2 separate regions of the Sus scrofa genome follow, and region 1 is linked to region 2. Evidence: chromatin contacts called from public targeted proximity ligation data. All regions are on one chromosome and are shown on one strand. The core of a region is the stretch at or near the end of the contact, and the rest is flanking DNA. Distances in the headings are between cores, read along the strand shown. Region 1 has its middle 160 kb from the start of TRPS1. Region 2 overlaps LOC106509989 (a long non-coding RNA gene).

The links.
Region 1: a targeted proximity ligation map of alveolar macrophages shows a contact between it and region 2. A contact is called at or near these places in 1 of 47 Hi-C or Micro-C datasets (heart right ventricle) and 1 of 2 datasets of targeted methods (alveolar macrophages).

What each region holds. Positions count from the first base shown.
Region 1 is chr4:22,738,154-22,744,208 of Sscrofa11.1, forward strand. No RefSeq gene overlaps it. Among named protein-coding and RNA genes, the nearest start is that of TRPS1, 160 kb to the right of the region's middle.
Region 2 is chr4:22,227,648-22,233,135 of Sscrofa11.1, forward strand. It overlaps LOC106509989 (a long non-coding RNA gene), which reads left to right. Exons shown (of 10, transcript XR_002343142.1): 5 at 610-904; 6 at 1,044-1,168; 7 at 1,335-1,412; 8 at 2,023-4,060; 9 at 5,185-5,286. Among named protein-coding and RNA genes, the nearest start is that of EIF3H, 280 kb to the left of the region's middle.

The DNA of each region.
Region 1 (6,055 bases), core at 383-2,882, 510 kb after region 2:
CTTTTCTCTCTTTGTGTTTCCATGCAAAAAAGATTGTCAAGTCTGGTGACATAAAAAGACACATCTCACAAAAGGCCTTTTGGAAGGTTTGGCCACTTGCCTTTTGGGACAGGTTGTCAGTGCTGAATATTTTTAGGCTGTTTCAGGCCATTCTAATGAAAGGCTATCAGAAATAAAATTAGGGATGACTCCACTAGGTCAGCAGAGTTCAGTGATAACACATTGCTCTGTGGTGGAGGATCTGGGATTAATGAAATATTTTACCTAAAAGGACTTCTATTGAGTAATTTTCAGAAATGCTCCTGTGCTTGAAAGCAGTGATAGATCTACTAATAATGCTGAATAACTCAAGCCACACAGAAACAGGATGTGTCTGTTGTACCACAGATTTCATAACTTTCAGAAGTCAGGGTAGCCTTCCATTTCTTTAGTTTCAGTGAAAAAAAAAAAGAAAAGAAAAAGGAGGAGTCAATATAGTCTAAAAGCAAGAATAGGGTGAAGGGGAGAGGAGGCTTGGGGAAATAATGTTGGTTGAGAGCCCCTAACAAGGGTCAGGCACAAAACTAGGTGTTTAACAGACAATAACTCATTTATTTAATTGTCAGACCATCTCTGTCGATATTTCTCCATTTTCAAAATGGAGAAACTGAGGTTCAGCCAAAAACAACAATTTTCCTCAGATTACAACATTAATAAATAGCAGAGCCAGGGTTTTTTTTTTTCCCCCTTTTTATTGCTAAAGTCTATGCACTTTCCATTAACTCTAAACTGAGATCTCAAATCTGTGTTGACCAGGCTTTTTCTTCCTTCTCCTTTCTTTGGAGACTTGACCGAAGACTTTCTAAGACTTGAAGCAGATTGTCAACCTTAAAAATAATTTCCCACTCATCTGGTGAGAATGCATTCAGAGCAAAAGGAAATTTTATTCTGGATTAGGAAAATCATCAGTAATTTCATTTTCTGTCTCCCAAGGACAAAGCCATGCTGGTGAAAAAGAAAAAGGAATAGTCTAATAAATATTTTCAGCTCACTTTTAATTTGGGAGAAAATTTGTGAAATATTTTAAACCTTAAGGTGTTTTTGCCCAGAAGGGCATTATCATGGCTAGAGTCGCTGATTTCTAAGCATTGAAGAAGAAAGAGGCTACATAAAAATATCAGACAAAATTATGTATTTGATTTCAGGACATTACAACCCTAGCTCTGAAGCAGAAAACTATTTTTTTTTCTGTCTTTTTTTTTTTATTCTGTTGCCATGAAAATACTCAGAATCACCTGAGATTAATTTATGACAAGTACGAACCTGATTTTTAATGTCACTCTAATATGTTTTCAAATCAATAAAATTTCCAAGACAGGATTTCATATTTTTCAAGTTTGGCAGAGTTTTGGTAAAGCATTCAGGGTCTCTTCCCACCCTTCCAAAGTGGGGTTATTTTTCCAGAAGAACTGCCAAGAGTTCAGTTATCTTCTTGGAAGAAGCAGAGTTGTCTGAGACTCTGATTCCCCTGCCGCCTTATGAGTTATTCCTTAACTCAACAAGAATAAGCCTGTTCCCTTAGACTCACATCGCAGAGGCTGGATACATGAGCCTGATTTTTGGCTCTTTCATCAGAACTCTTCCTCAGTTGGCAAGCCTGTGCTCTGGATGGTTCCTCTTTTATCAGAGGCACTTCCTGTCTACATGTTCATGTGTCCATATCTAAGCTTAGGAGTGGTGGAGAGAGATGGTCATGAGGAAACAGGACCCTCATATTCCATACACTCCATGACAGATTTTTTTTTTTTAAACTCCAATTACAGAGACGTTTCGTCCAGTCTGACTACAACATAAAGGATAAGCCAAGACCCATTTACCCCGCATTGCTCTTTCCTTTCACTTTGATTAAATGTGGTATCTTTGAATACTCTTGAGTGGTAACTTCTAATATCATACATAAACTTTTTTTTAATTAAGAGAAAAAAATGCATGAAGGAAGAAAAAGCCCTAGGGATTCTGACAATAATTTCAGAAGGCAAATGATAGCTATATACCCCAGTCACTATCATACAGTGACTGTGCAAACAGGGGGGAAAAAAAAGACTATAGAATGTTGAAAATGTTGAAGTCTTCCTGACATGACATGTTTTGGATAATCTTGGGAGCAGGCTTGGATTGTAGTCATGGAAACTCATTGTATACACACACAGACACACGTACATAAATACCACATATATGTATGTATATGTATTTGAGATATACACACACACACACTATATATGTTTAACGTGCTGCTAAGGTGAATCTATTTAGGAAGAGAACTGTGAATTTATTTAGACAGTATATGTATTCTGAAGTTAGGTGAGGTTTATGTTTTCCTAAAATCACTGGTAGGAACAATAAAATTGTTTTATCCAACTGTCATCAAAGAAGCTGCCTTCTCCATCTCTATGTCACTTAGCCACAAAGTAGCAGAGAATTCCTGGTCTCTATTGCATCTTGCAAACAAACCAAAGGGTCAAGGACACACCAATATTTCCATTTCAAAACTTTATTTTTTTTCTTTCAATTTATATGTTGAAATGAGAGGACCGTATGAATAGAAATTCGTGTTCCTGGTATAAGTCTGATTGATATCATTCCAGAGGTATTTTTGTTTTATTCCACCAATCACTCAGATTTTTCTAGAAAAACTATACTGCACTCACTAAATAGCCTCTAGCAAGGACAACAAGAAAAGGGCTATAGCTTCCTATTAGATTCACAGAAGAGGGTTCCTTTCAGGGAAGAAAGAACCTTGAAGTATTTGCCAAGAATATGAAATTCCTTGTGTATCTAGTGTTCAAGTGTCTTGGTGAGTCTTACATAGGGAAAGAATTTGAAATAGATGATTTTTTTTTTTTAAATAGTATGTATTCCAAGGGAGCTAGACTGAGAAGCTGAACATCACAATAGTCTATGGAAAACTTAAGTGTTCCTGGGGATTGTAATTGACCTCAGCTGTTCCTGAAACCTGGATTAAGTCATTTGTAGTTCAAATCTAGTCAAGTTTCATTCACCCCATTTATTTGCCAGTATCTACTAGCTGCCAAAATCTGCTGTGTGCTAGGGATATGGGAACAGAGTCTCTGCTCTCCCCCAAATTCAAACACTAGTGGAAGAGAAAGCAATTAAACAAAACATGATTAAAAGAGATAAATAGTATGGGAGAGATGCAGTGATAGCACCAAGTCCGGTGGAGTTTGAAGGGGATGGTCAAAGAATACTTCCTGAATAGTTTAACACTACCGTTGAATACTCTAGGATGAATGAAGAAGGGAAAGGATGTTCCGAACCTGCCCAGGAGGAAAACTCAGAAAACCTCAAGCCAATTTAGTAGCTATTTATTAGCAACTTGCTGGGGACAATGGGAGGTTCTAAGCAGAAGAAAGGAATCCAAACTATTCCTTGCATACTCCAGTATTTGGAGTTTTATCCTCAAAGCTTTGGGGGGGGGGCGTCTGTTGAAGGATTTTAAATAAGAGAGTGTCATGGTCAGATCCCTTTTCTTTTTTTTGTCTTTTGTCTTTTTAGGGCCACACCCGCAGCCTATGGTGGGTCCCAGGCTAGGGATCTAACTGGAGCCACAGCAACGCCAGATCGGAGCCACCACGTCTTCCTTAGATGATTGCAGACAGGTGGCTGTGAGGCTTGCGGATAAGAATTTGTATGCTAGCACTAGTTTGTCACATCCATTGTTTAAAGCAGATTCACCAAAGAGATGGAGACTCACACATGGTTTTTGTGTCAGGAGCATCGGTTATCAGACAGAACAGCAACCAACAATTCTTCTAAGGAATTATTTGTGGATGGCTGTTAGAGAAATCACTTCTCCTCTATATTCTTTCAGCTTAGATTACTCTGCAGCCTCAATGATCATTTATCGTTGATTTTTTTTTTTTTTTTTTGGCAAAAAAGACCCGTTCCGTTTCCTTTGAGACTTATGCAACTCAGGACAAATATTTCATCTATCTTGATACGTAGGTAAAGCCAAAAGTTAAAATAATTTTTGTCTGGACAAATAAACTGTTACTGTAAGCTGCTTTTCTAAATAAATGTATCATTTTGTTAACAGAGTGAACATAATGACTCATCTTTATCTACGTCTTTTCCTGTTTAGGGAAATAGAGGTGGGACACATCTTACTTAAAATGGCTTCAGGCAAAGACAGTTCTACTTTTGGCAGTCTGCCTGCTATTCCTTTAATAGGACACACAAACATTTCTTTCCTTATCACTGCCAGTCTAAGCAAGCATTAGTTGCTAATATAAATTCATATTTAAAATTTTTTTCTAGTGTACTCATTTTTTATAAATCTGTGTGGTGGGCTGTGCTGATTCTTAGAATGGAATCCTCCATATAATCATTGGCCAAAATAAGCCAATGCTCTTTTAATTCGCTAGAAAACTCGGTATTATTTTAAGTTTGTAATTAATCCATGAGGTTTGGAATAAAGACTGACCTCTCAAAGTGTCCCTCTACTAAGCATAGCAATCCTTTTTTTTTTTTTTAATTTAGCTTTTTGTTTGTTTGTTTTTTGCTTTTTAGGGCCACCCCTGCAGCCTATGGAAGTTCTCAGGCTAGGGGTTCAATAGGAGCTGCAAATGTCAGCCTATGCCGCAGCCACAGCAACACCATATCCGAGCCACATCTGTGACCTACGCTGCAGCTCAGGGCAATGCTGGATCCTTAACTCACTGAGCGAGGCCAGGGATCAAACCCTCATCTTCTTGGATACTAGCTGGGTTCGTAACCCACTCAACAACAGAGGGAACTCCCAGCATATCGTTTCTTTACTGATATTTTCTGTCCCAGAAAATATGTTTCCTTCGTTTCTAAGAAAACCCCATAAAGACCGCTGATCAGGTTAGAACCCTCTGAAAGGACAGTTAGGAAAGTAATTGGAAAAATATGATTATGTTTAAAGGTATAAAAGTACCTTCTAAAAATTAGATGTTCTCCGTAATCAGACTTCATCAGTCTTACATACCATCCTCATCTGCATCAGAATGCAGAACATTGATGTTATATTTGCTTCATGTACCAAATATGATTTTTTTTCTGAATTTTTTTCTTTGAATTTTTCTTGTGCATCTATGCTACCCCCATCCTGTTCCAGGCTATCTTTACTTCCCCTATTGATTATCTCTTCCCTTTCTCAACTAGTTTATAACATCATTCTCCAGCTAGTAAAAATTGCCAGCACTTATAAGACCACTCACTAGGAACTGGGCACCTGCTCTTTTCCTGAATCCTCATATTAACCCTGCCAGAAGGGTGTTAACATCTCCATTTTTCTTTTTTTTTCAAAGACGAAGTTCAGAAAAGTGTAGCATATTTGCCCGTGGTCATAAAAACAGACAGGCTCATCTGAATTCAAATCTGATGTTCTCCCTTCTCCATAACTCAACCTCCCAAAGCAAGATCACGTAAACGGTACATTTTCAAGATCAAGGAATCTTCATTAATTCATCATACTGCATCTGAACGCCTCTGCTTGATTTAAAAACAAACAAACAAAACCTTTCCTGATTTGTTTCCATTGAGCTCAGTAAACAGTAACTGAGGGCAGACTGGGTCTCAGGCACTATTCAGGGTACCAAGGATGAAAAGAAGGATAATGTGTTTAGTCTTCACATGCAAATTCAGTTACCATCACTCCCCAAACTTCATCACCTCTTTAATCAAATCAATATCCCTCTTGTTCTTCACTCCGGCCCATGTTCTTTCTTACTCTCACACATTTATTCTCCATATCCCACAATGAATTTTGCTTCATTTTTTTCAAATTAGATTCTTCTTTCAAGGCCTGGTGAAAATCTCACTTCTTCAGTGAGGCTTGCCTGATCCTCGCTGAAATTTCTAGTGCCTCATGGCTTAACTCTTAGTATCTTCTTATTTCCTTACTGTTCTTTTAATCTCACGGGCAAGATTACAAGCTGTGTTGGACATAAGAAGCAAGGGCCCTCCTTTTTCCACTTCCCACACAGCACCAAGTCTGCAGTAATTGCTGAGTTAATCATCCTGTCTACACATT
Region 2 (5,488 bases), core at 2,789-5,288:
TTTATCAGGGAAGTATAGAGCTGGAAGACTTTCTTTGTCCTCACTCACTGCATGGTCTTCAAAACTGCATCTTCTGATATCCTTACCTCACCATAATAACAAATAATCTTAATACTGATAACAATACATCATTCTCCAGGCATTGATGTATCTAAAATTTTATCGGTGAATATGCTGGTAGAGAGGCTCTCCACTGAAAGTTAAACATGAAGAGCCTGAGTTCTAGAGTGGTGGTTTTTAATGAAGGCTCTGTTTAAGTCCTAACCTCTGCACAGCTGCAGAAGGAGACAGGATTTTCAACAGTTGGTGTTATTGGCAAAAAGCTGAGGCAGTGTGGGGCAGTGTGGAGGGTAGAGAAGTATGAAGCATAGAAGGTGATCAGTAGACAGTAGCTTAATGAAGAACATAAAGAGAAATTCTGCCTGAATTCAAAGAGTTGCCTCTACCCTATGTGAAGGTTCATTCTATGCTTCAGTGAAGGCTAATCTCAAGATAAAAACATACCTATACAATATTGTTTCTCTATATTTGTTAGTATCATTAAACATCAGTTAATTGATTAAAAAACAATAGTTTATTTCTTAAATATATTCTTTTTAATCCCCTCAGTGAATTGTCTACATAAAACTTTTGGTTGTCTACATAAAACTCTGAGTCACAAGAACCCCCATTAAACTTCCTTGAAGTGAGGTGAACTGGACTGGTCTTTTAGTGCAGTTCCAGATGCCGGCTGTGGGCAAACTGATGAAACTGCCCCCTTACCAAGGATGTGATTGAACAAGACCTGGGACCTGAAAAAAAATCTTGCAATTACACTTTTCTACCACTAGATGATATGCACGTATAAGCAAGATGAAAACCCTCCTGTGTTTTCTTGCTGCATCAGTGGCCGCAGTGATGATAGGTAAGTTAAGGTACCCAGAATTCAATTCTGGATGTTACCCGAAAAGAGAAATAAAATGTGCACACGAAGAAGTGCCAGTATTGATTAGGTAATTAATGGAATCATACTAAATGTATTGAACTTTTATCCTTTAATCTAGGGGCCGTTGAACTACTACTGCCTATGGGCCAAATCTGGTTTTCTGCCTCTCTGTATAAATAAAGTTTTATTGGAACACAGCCATGCTCATTTGTCTGGGACTGATTTTGCTCTACAATGACAGTGGTGAGTATTGACTCATAGGCTGCATGACCTGTGAAACTTCAGTTTCTATCTGGTCCTTTGCAGAACATTTTTCTAACACCTGGTCTCAACAGTAAGATCACACCAACTCATTTAATCTTTATCACTCTATGGTTGTGAGTATGTGTTATTATTATTTGTTTTACAGATAAAGAAAGTGACTAAAGACACATTGACTCCTGGCACACACATGAAATGACTGTAGCAGGCCTACACGATGGAGAACGTAAGTATTGGCGTACCCCATGCTTGATACTGTTGTGTAACCAAGAGGCATGACAGTTGGCTTCAAAGCTGTGGGCACCTAGAAAGAAAAAATTATTGCTAGACTGGACCAGCCTTCTGTGTGGTCCCCGGGTAGAAGTATATCTGGGATGGAATAGCTGCCCAGGAGCCCTTTGGGCAGCTAAAAAAAGTGATGCTCATTCAGCACATATTTTAAGAAACTATTTTGACACAATAGTTCATAAGGCTGAAGATGATTCGTCAGATGGAACAGTGTTTACATTGGGACTGAAACATCAGTGGGCAAGTGGGGAGACACAGAGAGAAGGTAGTCAAAGGAAGCCTTCTTTTTAATGTCCTCATTTTCCCCAAAGTGGGGGTGTCTTTGTTCCTCCAGTGCTGGGTGTGACTGGGCCTTCAGCATATCTGCTGGGGGTGTTGGAAGCTGGCAGTGGAGCTGGGGAGCAGGGTGGTACTCAGCTTTATCATTTCCTAGATCCCTAGTCGTTGTCAGGGATGTCCTTCAGACTAGTTTACGATGTGCAGTGATGTACGGGGTGGTTCATTCCACATTCGTGATTACTGTTCTTTTTTCCTTTTTCCTTCTGAAGAATTTGGGTAATTAATTGCCTCAGAGTCATACATCACATGGAGAAGATGGGGATAATGAGGAACTGGGTGAGCCAACTTAATCCTTTGTCCCACATGAAGAGATGGGGCCAGGTGGCCTAGGTGTTCCAGGTGTTTTCCACATTTCCACACAGTCATGCCCCAAGCTCCTCTTCTCTCCTTCTCTTGCTCCAGGAAAACCTCTCCTGTTTTCTTCCACATTTTGATGTCTTCTTTCCTTAGGGCACCTCCATTATCCCTACAGAAAAGGAAGCCCTGGTAGACTCCTCCACTTTTCCTTTCTTTGACCCTAAATGGCCAGGTGCTAATGTTTGGAGTCTCCTTGGGGCCAGGTGGGGGTGTGAGTGGTGGAGGATCAGGGAAGGGGAAGCAGAAAGGAGAAACTCTGGGGCTTTGCAGATGGATTTGGGAAAGACTAAGGGCTTCTGTTTCTGGGAGCTACTGGTTTCTCATGAAATAAATTAAACTTCCTATATTAATAATGAACTTTCTTTAAAGATCATCCTATCTGGGTTACACGAGAAGTTTGTATCCCTTCTAAAAAACATGGCTTGGACAGCCTCCCCCTTTTTGTGAAATAATAATCCCAGCCTCTTTACACCAATGGAGCATTTGCCCCAGGTTTCATTATAGAATGAATTTCCCAAGTCCTTTAATTCCTTAATATACAGATATGTATATAGGTATATTCTTATGTATGTATGTATGTATTTAGAGTTAAATTATGGTTGGAATAGTGTATGTGGGGTAGTGTCAAACTGAAAATTGATAATCTGGGCTTTTGGAATTTAGGAGAAGGGAAAGGCTGGGTGATTTGACGTGGACTTGTGAAAGGTGAGTTACAGGTTCTGAGGAAATTTGGACATGCAAAGGAAGGGTCATTTTAGACAATGAGATGGAGAGGCAGACGTTTGGGCTTGACCGTGGGCACTTGGCGAGAAGACAATTTTGGTAAGGGCTGAATGTGGGAATTCGGGTCCACCAGGTTGAAGTTTGAACTGGATCTCATAGTCCTGGGAAAATTCAGAAGACTTTGACTAGAGAAGTATCGCTGGTTCTAAATTTTCCAAGGGTGAAACCATCATGTTTACCTTTTCTTGTCTGTGTTTAGCTAAGTGACCACTGACATGTGGTCAGGTTTCAACCAGCTTCGAGTGAATAAATGCACAGCAGTGATATTTTAGGAAAAGTAATCTGGGGACTAGGAATGGGATGGCTTGGAGAGGGAAGACAGAAAATAGAGAAAAACAGGGGTAAGTGCAAAGACATAGACCTATTCCTTTCCTTCACCAAACAGTCCATGTAAAATGATCAAATTTTAAATCTCATTGCCAGTACCACAAATGTAGCTGGAAATAGCTGGACATGAATCAATCATCTCAACAGTAATTGTAACCAGAAATGGGAAATGTTTCATAAAAATCTATTTGTTTCACGTTTGACTACGTGGCCATGTCTTACTCTGCCCAGTTTAGGATATTTCACAAATGCATCATGATGAAAAAAAAATTCATCAGGAAAGTTGATGTTCTGTCTGCCTCAGTGACAATCCTTTTCTAATTAGTATGAGAAGTAGCTTAATTTAATAAATATGATTTCTTTATTCTTATCATTTTCAGATCTATACCCGAGATTTAACTTTTTTTTAATTTACTTTTTTATTAAATGAAACCCAGCAAAGAAAAAAGGGTTAAGTTTGAGTTGTCAAAATAGGTTTTCTTCAATGCTTAATTCCTTATTCTACCCCCAGTATTAGGTTTATGTGTTTAACTAGAGGGACTCACTTTCAAAATCTCTGTGTTATTGGGTGGAGAAAAGAGGGCTGAAGTCCATTGCTGGTTACGTCAAGTGGTGTCAGATTTGGCTTGCTCTTCTCACTTCCTGTTGACTCCAAGAAAAAAGGCTGCAGTTGGCGCCTGACAGTGAAAAACATGAAGCTCTGAGACCCGTCTGAATTACTAATCACTACATGTCCTGTTCAGTCTGACCACTTTCCAAGCAATGAAGCGAACTGGCCAGGTCAGTGACTCAGCTTCCGAAGGGGGAGCCAGCAGTCCGAGCTGATCTGTATGGCCCTGGTTTCACTTCCCAAGGTTTGATCGGGGAGCAGCCTCGGAAGGGTGATTTCGCCTTGGAGCTTGTCTCTCCAGGGACAGAACTATGAACACAGATGATGCAGTGTATAGTCTACTGGAGAAGTCTCACTATAAGTCTTTGGAGGGAAAGAGTTGCAAGAATGTCATCTTTCATCAGCTGGTGTCACTCTTTGGAACCAGTCACAAGTAGCTGGGTGTGGTAGGGTGAGGTTGTCTGAAGTTTGAATGAAGAAAATATATTGAGTAGGAAACATTAACTTCTTTTCTTTTTTTGGCTTAACTGCTAGTAGATACAGTATTCCCTTGTTTGTGTCAGTAACTACCGAAGGCTCTTGCAGATGTCACCATTTTACCATGGTGTATTCATATGCCTGGTTTTCTAAGCGATTTAGCTGAACTTTGCTGCTTTTATTAAGCTTAATGTTCAGTTACCATAAAAAGCACCACATAGTCCGTGGTGGAAACAGGGGTGGGCGTATAGGGGCCACATGGGAGTGTAATTCCAGGAACTCCTGGGTCTCATATGCAAATTAGATTAAAAGGCTCTGTGGCCAGGGCTCCCAGAGCAAATCATTCCCATTCCCACCTCTTTTCATAGCATTGTCTCCTGTGGGAATACAGAAATCACTTTCAATTGATTTCAGCTACTGCCTTGTTTTAACAAAGGGGGCCACATGCCTTAGTTTGTCTGCCTGGCTTAAGAAAACTCCTTACCAGGTAATCTCTTAAATACTTAAAAAAAAAAAAAAAAGACTTTGAGATCCTTAGGAGAAAATACTGTAAGTAAATCAAAGTCCTATTTTCTCAGAAAGAAAGTTGAGTCTTTGATTGGCTGGTGCCACCACCTCCTTCAGGCAATTTTCATACTTGGCATAGAGCTTGTAGTCATTTCTCATATTCCCGTTGTTTTGATTAGTCAACACATGATAACTTGACAACACTCAAATGTGAGAGGTTGAGGAAGGGAGGGTGGCAAGGAGGGAAGAAGCCCTCCAGCAAGCAACACTTTCTTGAAAACGTCTTAAAAAATGTATTTTTCAAACACAGGGACTGAAGGTGAACTGGAAGAATATATCCAAGACCACAAGCCCAGTTCTCTGAAGGATGGCTCTCTGGAAAGAACGTGTGAGCCTGTGCACACGTGGGCAAGTATGCAAAGCAGTTCTTTCCCAGGACACCCCAGTGCTGCTGCTTATCTGCGCAGATGTGCTGTGGGGCTTGCAGATTGCATCTGTTTGTTCTATTTATGGGGGGAAAAAGCATGTATTTGTGAGCTTAGCGGGAGCACAACTTTCTGTTTGGATCTTTTATTTTATTAGCGTTTTTAAATTTTTGCCTTTTGGAACAAAAG